Linked DNA regions of Sus scrofa: region 2 is linked to region 1. Evidence: chromatin contacts called from public promoter capture Hi-C data. All regions are on one chromosome and are shown on one strand. Each heading gives the region's core, a stretch centred on a gene start, on an enhancer-like site or on the middle of the called end of the contact. The rest is flanking DNA. Distances are from core to core; before and after follow the strand shown. Region 1 has its middle 110 kb from the start of DLL1. Region 2 has its middle 170 kb from the start of ERMARD.

Region 1 (4,717 bases), core at 848-3,347:
AGACAGCATCTTCCAGGGGGAGCAGGAAGCTGCAGGGTTGGCCTTGGGGAGGAGGGGCAGCCGTGAACACTTCTCGGGTGGGCGGGCTCGGCCCACCTGCAGGCAGCCTGCCAGCCTTGGAGGGAGAGAAGGACTTGGTAAAGAGGAGGCCCTGGGCGGCCTGGAGATGACAAACCCTGCTTCCTGGATGTGCGGGCCTCTCGGCCGAGGTGCCTGAGGCTTCGCCCAGAAAACCAGGCCAAAGACAGAAGCCAAGGCCCGTTGTAGCAAACGGAGAGCAGACACAGAGTGAGCACCACCGGCTCCCAGGGCTGGTGGTGACAGGGCTTCGATCCACAAGGAGGATTTTCTGAAGGAGGTTCTTGGTTGGCGGGGGCCTCCCTTGCCCTGGGCCTCCCCCGGCGCAAGGGGCCAGCGACAGCAGAGGGCCAGCCTTGCTTTCCAAAGTAAGTTCTTCCCTAAATAACTCGGCAAGGAGACGAAAAGTCCCTTTCTGGTCTAGAAGATGCAGATCACCTGGACTTACTGGGAGAGGCGACTTCTGTCTCAGCTCAGCTGAAGGGCGAGGCTGGACACCTGTGCTGGGCTTAGCTGGACCTTAAGGCCAGAGGCTCCGGGCCGGCGTGGCTGCCCAGGATCACAGGGCCAGGGGGAAGGCGGGACCCCTGTCCTTCTGGCCCAATGACAAGAAGCCACAGCCACAAAAATCCACAGGGCCCCTGAGCCCCCGGCCCAGGATTTCTCAGCGCCCGGCTGTCCCCCGGGACGTGCCTGGGGGGTGTCTGTACTGGCTCGGTGCCTCTGTCTCCAGGCTCAGTCTCAGGGATGCACACAGCCTCCAGCTCCTGAAACATAATACCCACCCGGAGGCCGCGCTGTGTCCTCTTGGCTCCCCCTCGGTCTCACTTTAACTTTCCGCAGGCAATTGGGCAAAATCACTCCCCAGGGCAAGGCTGGGTTATATGAGGTCTGCATCCTGCCCCTCGGAGCCGTGCACTCGCACCAGCAGGAGAGTGGCATTGGCCTCAGCAGAATTTCTCACTCGTAATTTTTTTTTAGAAGAATACACAAATGTTTCTCTTCTTTAAAAAATCCACTAAGGCAAAGGAAACAAAGCAAAAATAAACAGACGAGACCTAATTAGACTTAAAAGCTTTCGCACAGCAAAGAAAACCATCCACAAAAATGAACAGACAATCCCCGAATGGAAGGAAATATTTTCATATTACACAACCAGATAGGAGTTAACATCCAAATTACCTAAACAGCTCATACAGCTCAATGTCCAAACCCAGTTAAAAAATGGGCAGGAGACTTGAATAGATATTTTTTTCAAAGAAAACATATGGAGGCCAACAGGCACAAGAAAAGGTGCTCGGTCTCACTCATCAGCAGAGAGATGCAGCTCAAACCCACACTGAGGTACCTCGCACCGGTCAGAATGGCCATCAGCAAAAAGACACCAAATACCAAAATGCTGCAGGGGGTGTGGAGAAGAGGGAACATTCGGATCCTATTGGCGGGAATGTATTTAGGGCAGTCACTATGGAAAACAGTATGGAGGGTCTTGGAAAAATTTAAAATAGAACTACCTACAACCCAGGAATTCCACTCCTGGATATAGATCCCAAAACCCTCAAAACTCTAATTCAAAAAGATCCATGCACCCCAGTGTCCGCAGAAGCACTCTTCACAATAGCCAGGACATGGAAGAGACTTACGTGTCCCCCAACAGATGAATGGATTCAGAAGATGTGGCACATATATACAATGGAACAGCACTCAGCCACAGAAAGAATGAAATCTGGCCCGTGCAGCAACGCGGATGGGCTCGGAGGCAGTTCCGCCAAATGCAAGACGTCCGACAGAGAAAGGAAACACTGTACAGTGTCGCTTTCACGTGAGATCTAAAAAAGTCAACAAAGCGGCGAGTGACACAGAAAAAGCAGACTCGCAGAGAAGCGACTCGTGGTCGGCTGTGGAGCGGGAAGAGGAGGGATTGGGGGCAGAGGCCGCTGGGCATAAAATAAACAAGCCGCAATCGTGTCAGGTACAGCGCAGGGAACGGAGCCTGCGTTCTGGCGACGGCAAAGCGAGGATAAGCTTCCAAACTGCTGAGTCACCACGTTGTGACCTGAAACGTACATGTAATATTGTGTATCAACTCTACCTTAGTAAAAAGAAAATCCAGGCTTTTCGAATTTCGCCACAGGCAAGCCGTCCGGTGGCAGGTGTAGAGCGCAGCCTGACGAGGCGTCCGCTCCTCGCCCTGGTGCTGCCAGGGGTCTCCCCTGCCCCTGGCTTTCCTCCTTCTGTCCGCATGCTCTTGGCTCACAACACATCCAGACGTGGCGGCAGAGCCCAGCGGTCAAGGCCCGCAGCAAAGGTCATTTGCTTGTGTGAAGTGCGGCCTGTTTCCGGCCGTCCCATCTCCACCCAGATCCCTGTCGCTCCACCTCCAAGGGGCTCCACGGCAGCCTTGGGGGGCAGCGAGTCACCAGAGTCCCTCCTCCCAGCAGCGGCCCCGGTCACAGCTGAGCCAGGCTGGCTTCTCTGCCACAGGGATTGTGCAGATGATATCGCGGAGCGTTCTGGAGTCTGTGCTGTATTTATTGCAGAGTTTCCTTTTCGGCCAACAGTTGCTGCCCCGCCACCCCATCCCCGACCCCTGTGTGGCAGCCTGAGTGCTGGGAGAGGGAACCTGTCCTACTGGAGGCCGTGGGCCGAGGGCGGGCAAGCCCCTGCCCACACCGGAGATGGATGGCAGCCCCCACCCTGCCCTGCCTTCCGAGACCCTTGTTTTCCAGATGGATGTTGTCTTGTGTGACATCCAGCCACACCTGAGGGTGGGTCACCTCTTCTCGACAGAGTATTTTTCTCTCACTTGATTTTAAATGGAAGGTGACTAGAAGCCTTGGCAACACTTCCCAGGTGCAATCTGTATCCCCACCCTACTGAGCCTTCACCTGGGGCCCACCTGGGCCTCACCTGGGCCTTCCTCGGTCCCTCCTGCTGCTGGCTGCAGGGCTCCCCGTGCTTCTGGGAACTGGAGAATCGCGCTTGGCTTCCTGCAGATTCTGTCCTCCGTGAGAGCAGTGGCTGCTGCGCAGTCCGGGGACACTGTCTCCTGGGACGGTCGGGCAGGTCCTCCCGCAAACCCCGGGAGGACGTCCTGCTGCCGAGGCGGTGGATGCTCTCCGGCTGAATCTGGGCTGCATCCTGGTATCAGAGGATGAGGCTGACATTTAAACAGAAATACCAGATATTTGGACTGCAGGACTTAGAGCTCGATGCTTGCCCATCTGGGCAGGAGATCTGAGAGATCCTGGCCCCCACGTTGGTTGCGAATTTGTGGGAGAGCGTTCAGCCTGGCAGGGTTGGAGGTGTGGATCTAGGCTCCACACTGGGTCCCAGGGGTTTCTCCACAAGGTGTTGGCACCCTGGGGCCTGCAGCCTGGCCCCACCTCACCCTAGACCAGCAGCCCCCGTCCGTCCCCAAGGAGAGTGACCTCAGCGGCAGCCGCGGGGCGCTCCTGCTCCCTGTAACCTGACGGCCCCTGCACCCAGGTGCCTGCCGTTGAGCCCGTCCAATCTGCGTTTCCACAGAAGCCGCCATGCTGTGGACACCTTGGGATACTGGACCCAACCCCACCCTCCGCCTGCAGGGCCTCTGCCACCTCGTGTTGCCCTGACAGAGCCCCACCCACCCCGCTGCTCCCAGGTGGGTGCTCCCACATCGCAGAGGTCGGCGGGGCGGGGCTGTGACGGCTGAGCTGCGCTTGTCACAGTTTGTTTCCTAAACAAAGCCACCGACTCTGAGGAACTTCTCACAAGCCCCACTTTTTGGCCTTTTGCGCTTTTTAGGAGGGCAGGCCCCACCCCGCTGCTTCAGGTCGACCAGTGGGGGGTATGACTCCAGGAGGCACCGGTGCAGCAGGGCGGGGACAGAGGTGGAAAGTCCACCCTGCAGGGTTCGTGTGGGGGCCCCCGGCCCAGGCGCAGGGGGCCTTGCTCCCTCCTCAGGGAAGGGAGACGGGTACCCGTCCCTGTGGGGGTCCGCTCAGGGCAGGCTGGCCAGACCCCAGGATGGAAGGAGCCACAGGGCCCGTCCGCAGACGCACGCATGTTCGAGCGTGTTACCCGAGTGTGGCAGCTGCAAAAAGGGAGATAAAATGTGACAATATACCTCCATCAAGGGGACAGGAAGGGCGGCTTCTAAGAAAGACGGAACAAACAGACAGAAAGGACCCACAGCAACCAGTGAGGGTCCTGGGGGCCTCGAACACTTGCTGAGGGACCAGAAGTTCAGGGGAGCTGGGCAAGAGGGAGCTCCGGCATGCCCTCGGCCTCGCTGGACGCTCTGCCCCAGGCCCCTCCGCAGCACGGGGACGCATCGGTCCGTAAGACATGCGCGTTCTGAGGCCACCTGGCGGGGCCCGCACCCTGGAGAGGAGGGCAGACTCCGCCAGACACCCCGACGGGGCCTGAAGGCTGAGCGCAGGCATCGTCTGATGCCCTGGGTGTGGGCGCGGTGGGGAAAGCGCCTGGGGTCTGGCGAGGGCCCAGAGCGTTCCCTGCGGCGGGGAAGGGAGGAGCCCGCCTCAGCGCGGGGTGAACACCCCACACGGGACTGCGGTGCCCGGGAGGCCCAGGCTGTGCGGGGCAGGGCCCGAGCTGCCCTCGAAAGGTGGGGTCCATGGTGGGGGCCGATGGCTGA
Region 2 (4,934 bases), core at 1,711-4,210, 69 kb after region 1:
CGGAGGAAATACTGAGAAGATGGAGCCTCAGGAAGCAGCCTGAGGGCTGATGGGTCGAGTGAGGCCAGGCGTCGGCCTGTGGGCACCTGTCCTGCTTGGCGCCTTGCAGACGGAATCCACACAAGAGAAGACTTTTCCCTTAAGAGCAGGTTGGGAATGTTACAGTAGTTTTGGCCACTTCAACATTAGTCTTATCTTAAGCAATTTTTCTTGAATTGAATATTGTACCAGCAAATACATTGACGTGGAAAGAGTGGAAGTAATTGCAAAAGTTTGAAAATGGGAAGTAGGTTCCCCGCCAGCCACGCCGCTCTGGTTATGGTCACTGTCCTGGTTGGCGTGGCGTTGTCCCGCTGGGGGCACCTGAGAGTCCCTCCCGCCTCGGGCCAGCTGGATGCGTGGACGTCCATCCTGGCCCCAGAGGGTCAGGGTATTTCCGGTCAGTCCCTGCCATTCCCCACGCAGCTCAGCATCCATGCGTCGCTCAGCACCTCTCTTGGCTGTGGCGGAAGCTCCAGAAGAGGAACGGCTGGGTCTGAAGGCTCCGGGTGCCGGTGCCCACGGTCAGATCTCCTCCCTCTGTGCCTTGTGGCCGGCGGACGGGACAGAGTCCACTCTGTCCAGGGACAAAACTCCTGGGGCGCTCTGAGCTCGGGAGGGGCAGCAGGTGGGCGCTGTGGCCGGGGTCGGGCAGAACAGAGGGTGCGGGGCGGGTGGGGGGCTTGGAGCTCCTCTGACCTGTGGACAAACATCCGCGGTATCTCCAGTTGTGCCTGACCTCCTCCCCCTGACCAGCCCGGAGGCGCGGAGGGAAGGGCTGGCGACAGCTGTGGCGCTCTCTCCGTTGAGAACTCGGGAATGAGCAGGCTCCTGGAGGTGTGCCGGCTGCAGACCACGGTCCACCCTCCTGGCTCGCACAGACCCTCCAGCCACAACCCAATTCCTCCGGCTAGTCTGGAGACACTTATTTACATGAGGGCAACCTTGACCCCGGCAAGCGAGACGAGGGGCACAGGCCCCAGTTCCGCCATCTGGGTCCAGAGGACATGCCCATCTGTGTGGACCCAGGAAGCCCGGCCAAGGCAGCCGGGACCCCAGGGCTTTGCAGACACACGAAGCAGAAGCTCAGCCCCATGCAGGCCCTGGAGTGGTTCGTCGGGGTGGGACGTTTCTGGAACCCGCTGGGGACATTCTGCGCTCGGATTCCAGAGAGACGCACCTCAGGTCGTTGTGCCGGTTCCCGGCACCTGCGTGTCTGGAGCAGCCCCCCCTGGCGAGTCAAGGCTCTCCCTGTGTGGACAGGTGTGAGCACATCCAGGGGAAGGATGGACGCAGAGAAGGGCACAGAGATGTGGAGGGAATTCTCCGGAGGTTGGACCAGAGGGGGAGAAATCATTTAGTTTGAGGACAGGCATTTGGTTATAAGATGTTCCTTGCAATGTGCTTTATAGAAGAGAAAAAAATTGAAACAAAAATGCAACCATTTCAATAAATTATAGCAAATCAATACAATGAACCACTACAGGATCGTTAAATGTCACGAATTGACCTGAGAAGAGGTTTAGATCCCAGAGGCTGGAGCCACTGCCTGGGCTCAAGTTCCAGCCCCACCACTTAACTCCATGCGACCCTGGCCAAGCCACACAACCTCTCTGCGCCACAGCTGCTCATGGGGCAGGGCTGGGACAGAGAGCACTCGGGGCAGGGCCCGCACTCAGTGTGCTGCCACCACCGCGTAACCGGAGGGGACACACCTCTTGTGAAGTTACATGTGCGATTTTCTGTCTTTAAAATCGCACTCAACAGAAGGCTACGCACGTCTATGACGTGATCACTCATGTCCGCAGGTAGGCAGAGAAGGGCTGCAAGCATATTTGCGACCGCTGCTTCTGAGGGTAATGCTATGGGACTGTTCTCACTTCTCCGTTACTGGTTCCCGTCTGTTTCCGCAACGGCCATGGAGCGCTTCTGTGATAATAAGAAGTCAACACTGGTTAATGAGAAAAATGTGAACTGCATCCAGATGACCCCGTGCCAGCTGGCACGCAGCCTCCTTCCAGGAAATCTTTCTCAAAATTCCAGGATTTCTTAGGTGGTGGCTCCGGGCTGCCCCTTCCCTCGCTTCAGTCTGTGCCTTCCGGACGTCTGTTGGTAACACCACTTCCAGATTTGTTCCATGAGCCACTGTGACAGTTTTCAGCAAACTCAAAAGCTGTCGCTTTCTTCTTTTTCCTGATTTGTTTCTTGCTTTCCTTCCCTCCCTTCCTTTCAGCTACGAACCATTTCTTTTCTATCAAAAAGCCGTGATGGGAAAGGGACATGAAATGTCCTTTTTCTCTGATCTCGCAACAGGGGAGCGTGATGCATAAACACATGGCTACAATTTCAAGAGGAACTAGTGAATCATATGTTTATAACAGCAAACTCGGCAGAATCTCAGACTGGAAACGTCCAAACTGCTTATTGCTAGCGGGTCATCTGGGAGCCGTGGAATTGGGATTCCCACTCTCGGAACTCTGCTTGCTTCCAGCCCCTGTGCCGACAGACGGCAGCCAGAGAAGCCCACGGAGGGCCCCGGGGAGCCCCAGCTGTGCCCAGCCTGCGCCCAAGCCTCAGGCCTGGCTGAAGTCACGGAGCCTCGGGAGGAAACCGCCTTTTTCCTGTGGGAACGTGGCCTCAAGGCAGGCCCCCCCCAAGCCCTCCGGCCCCCGAGGGCCGTCCCCGCACTGGCCTCTCGGGACACTGAGACGGTGTTTCCCTCCGCCCCCGGCACTGGGTCTCAATCCCGATTTCTGCATTTTCACCTGCCGATGGGACCTGCGCTTTTGCTTGGCTGCCCTACACTCGTGACCACGGCGGTGCCTCGTCTCGTGCCGGTCGGCCGGTCAGTCGCCCCATGCCCTTCCTCGTATTTTGGACTCTGTGCCCTCAGGACCCAGAGCTCTCTCCGCAGCAGGAGCCACTCAGGTCACCTGCAGGGAAAAGAGCCAGCTGGACATTAGCTAGTCCCTGAAGTGCCTGTTTAACCTGCACTCTGGGTCCAAAACTCGAGGCCGGACTGTCCTGGGCCGGGCATGGACCGCCAGAGGGTCCCAGCCTTCCTGAGGTTCTCCCGGCTCCGCCCCGGCAAGACGCGACGACAAGACGCGACGACACCTGCGCTGAAGGGGCCCCGGGGGTGTTTGTTCCTTTGTCCGTTCCCCACCCCCCTCCAGTTCACTGAGTCAACCCACCCCCGCTGCACGTCAGCTCCACCTCCCCTCCCCCCAACCCCCCTCCCCGCAACCTGCCTCTCCCACGTCCGCATGTACGGGAAGGCTACTCGCAGCCCCCCAGGGCCCCTGTGGCCTGTGTCCCCCACTTCTCACCCCCTCACCCCTTTTTCCTTCTTACTTCCACGGCCCATGACATAGGGCAGGAACCAACCTCATCTTTCCCGAGACGACCGACCGTTTGGAACTGGGGTCTTTGAAGACGGACTAAGGTAAACGCGTCCTCAGGGTGGGCCGTGCCCAGAACGACAGGGAGAGGGACGCCCACTCGAGGACCCGGAGCGCCGTCGACGCACCCAGGAGAGGCCTGGGGGACCGCCTGCCCGCACCCGGCTTTCCAGGCCGCGGGGCTCAGCTTCCCTGTTCATACCACCTCCTCTGCGGCGTTTGTCATGCTGCCCAGAGCGGCCCTTCGCAGGGCGGGCGGGTGGACCCGGGGGGACACGGGCTTCTTGCTCGGGTGGATTTCCATCAGCTTTTTCCTCACGTCCCCCTCACCGTCGTCCAGGAGGGGGGCTCCCAGGGGGCAGCGCAGACGGGGGTCTGTGTCCACCTTCACCACGCACAGAGGCGAGTCCAACCCTCGGGGCCCCGGGGCTTCAGCTGAGAAACGGAGACGACGGGGTCACCTTCGGGCATCGAGACCCAGTGAAGATGTGTCCAGAGGGCCTGGAAGAGGCGCCAGGAAGGGCGCCTGCTCGGTGTCCACACAGCACGAAGGAAGCGCGAGGCTGGACATCGTAAGAAGGGCACTCTGAAGGAAAGTTAGGCTGGGGACAGGCTGGAGAGCTCGAGGGTGTCCTGCCACCTCTCCCAGACATCCCCTCCAGACGTCCCCTCCAGCCGCACCCACCGGCTCAGAGGAGGACAGGGCCACCGCCGGGTGACCACACTCAGGTCCACCCAGATGGTCTTGGCACCACCTGTTTGCTGCTGCTGAGCCAGAAACCATGCATCTGACACGCACCTCGGCCTCCAGGGTCCCTGCGACGAGATTGTGGCCACCGCACACAGCCTGGTCTGAACGGGGACAGCAAACCATGCCCAGGCTCAGGGCAGACGCTGGCTCGGTGCTCCTGTCACGGGGAAGCGGGAGCCCACTCTAGGTGTGCAGACTTGGTCATGGGAGGACTGCGTCTCTTCCTGCCGCCCTGGAGGGCAGGCTCGGGGGCCGCCTGCCAGGCCACGAACTCAGGGCGCTCCCACTAACGCAACGGGAAGGCAGGATCTTGCTGAGGCAGAGACACTGGGTCCAGAGGCCCCTCGGCGGCACCAGGCGGGTCGAAGGGAACACTGGGGGCCGCGAAGGAGGGACAGAGGTGGGGAATGTGGGCTCCTCAGAGTGGGGGGGTTCCCGACGGGGGTCCCTCAGACTCCACCAGCCATCCCACTGCCTGGGGCCGTCTCTCAGGAGGGTCCCAGGCCCGGCAGTAGACATGACCTCAGACTTGGTGCCAGTTGGACCACAGCTGTTTCTCCCGCCCGCTGTGCAAACAGCCGTCTTACCTGTACCCACACAGTGGCTCCCCGGGCCTCCCCCGGCCTCGCCTGGGCCTCCCCTGGGCCTTTCCAGCTCCAGCCCCTGCCCCAGCCAAGCGCGGAGTTTCACTGAGTGACGTCCCTCCCAGGTGTTTCTCTAGCCCATTTTTACGCCGCCAAGTG

What was found. Promoter capture Hi-C pulls out the DNA fragments that hold promoters and counts their contacts.
Region 2: a contact with region 1 is called in a promoter capture Hi-C map of liver, with 4 times the contacts expected there. The contact joins two enhancer-like sites. A contact is called at or near these places in 1 of 5 promoter capture datasets (liver) and 1 of 47 Hi-C or Micro-C datasets (epiblast stem cells).

What each region holds. Positions count from the first base shown.
Region 1 is chr1:305,289-310,005 of Sscrofa11.1, forward strand. No RefSeq gene overlaps it. Among named protein-coding and RNA genes, the nearest start is that of DLL1, 110 kb to the left of the region's middle. Within about 2 kb of position 2,098, at least 5 of the 83 cell types and tissues checked have an H3K27ac peak or open chromatin away from gene starts, as enhancers often do. A contact at or near this core is called in liver, where this site is marked.
Region 2 is chr1:373,056-377,989 of Sscrofa11.1, forward strand. No RefSeq gene overlaps it. Among named protein-coding and RNA genes, the nearest start is that of ERMARD, 170 kb to the right of the region's middle. Within about 2 kb of position 2,961, at least 14 of the 83 cell types and tissues checked have an H3K27ac peak or open chromatin away from gene starts, as enhancers often do. A contact at or near this core is called in liver, where this site is marked.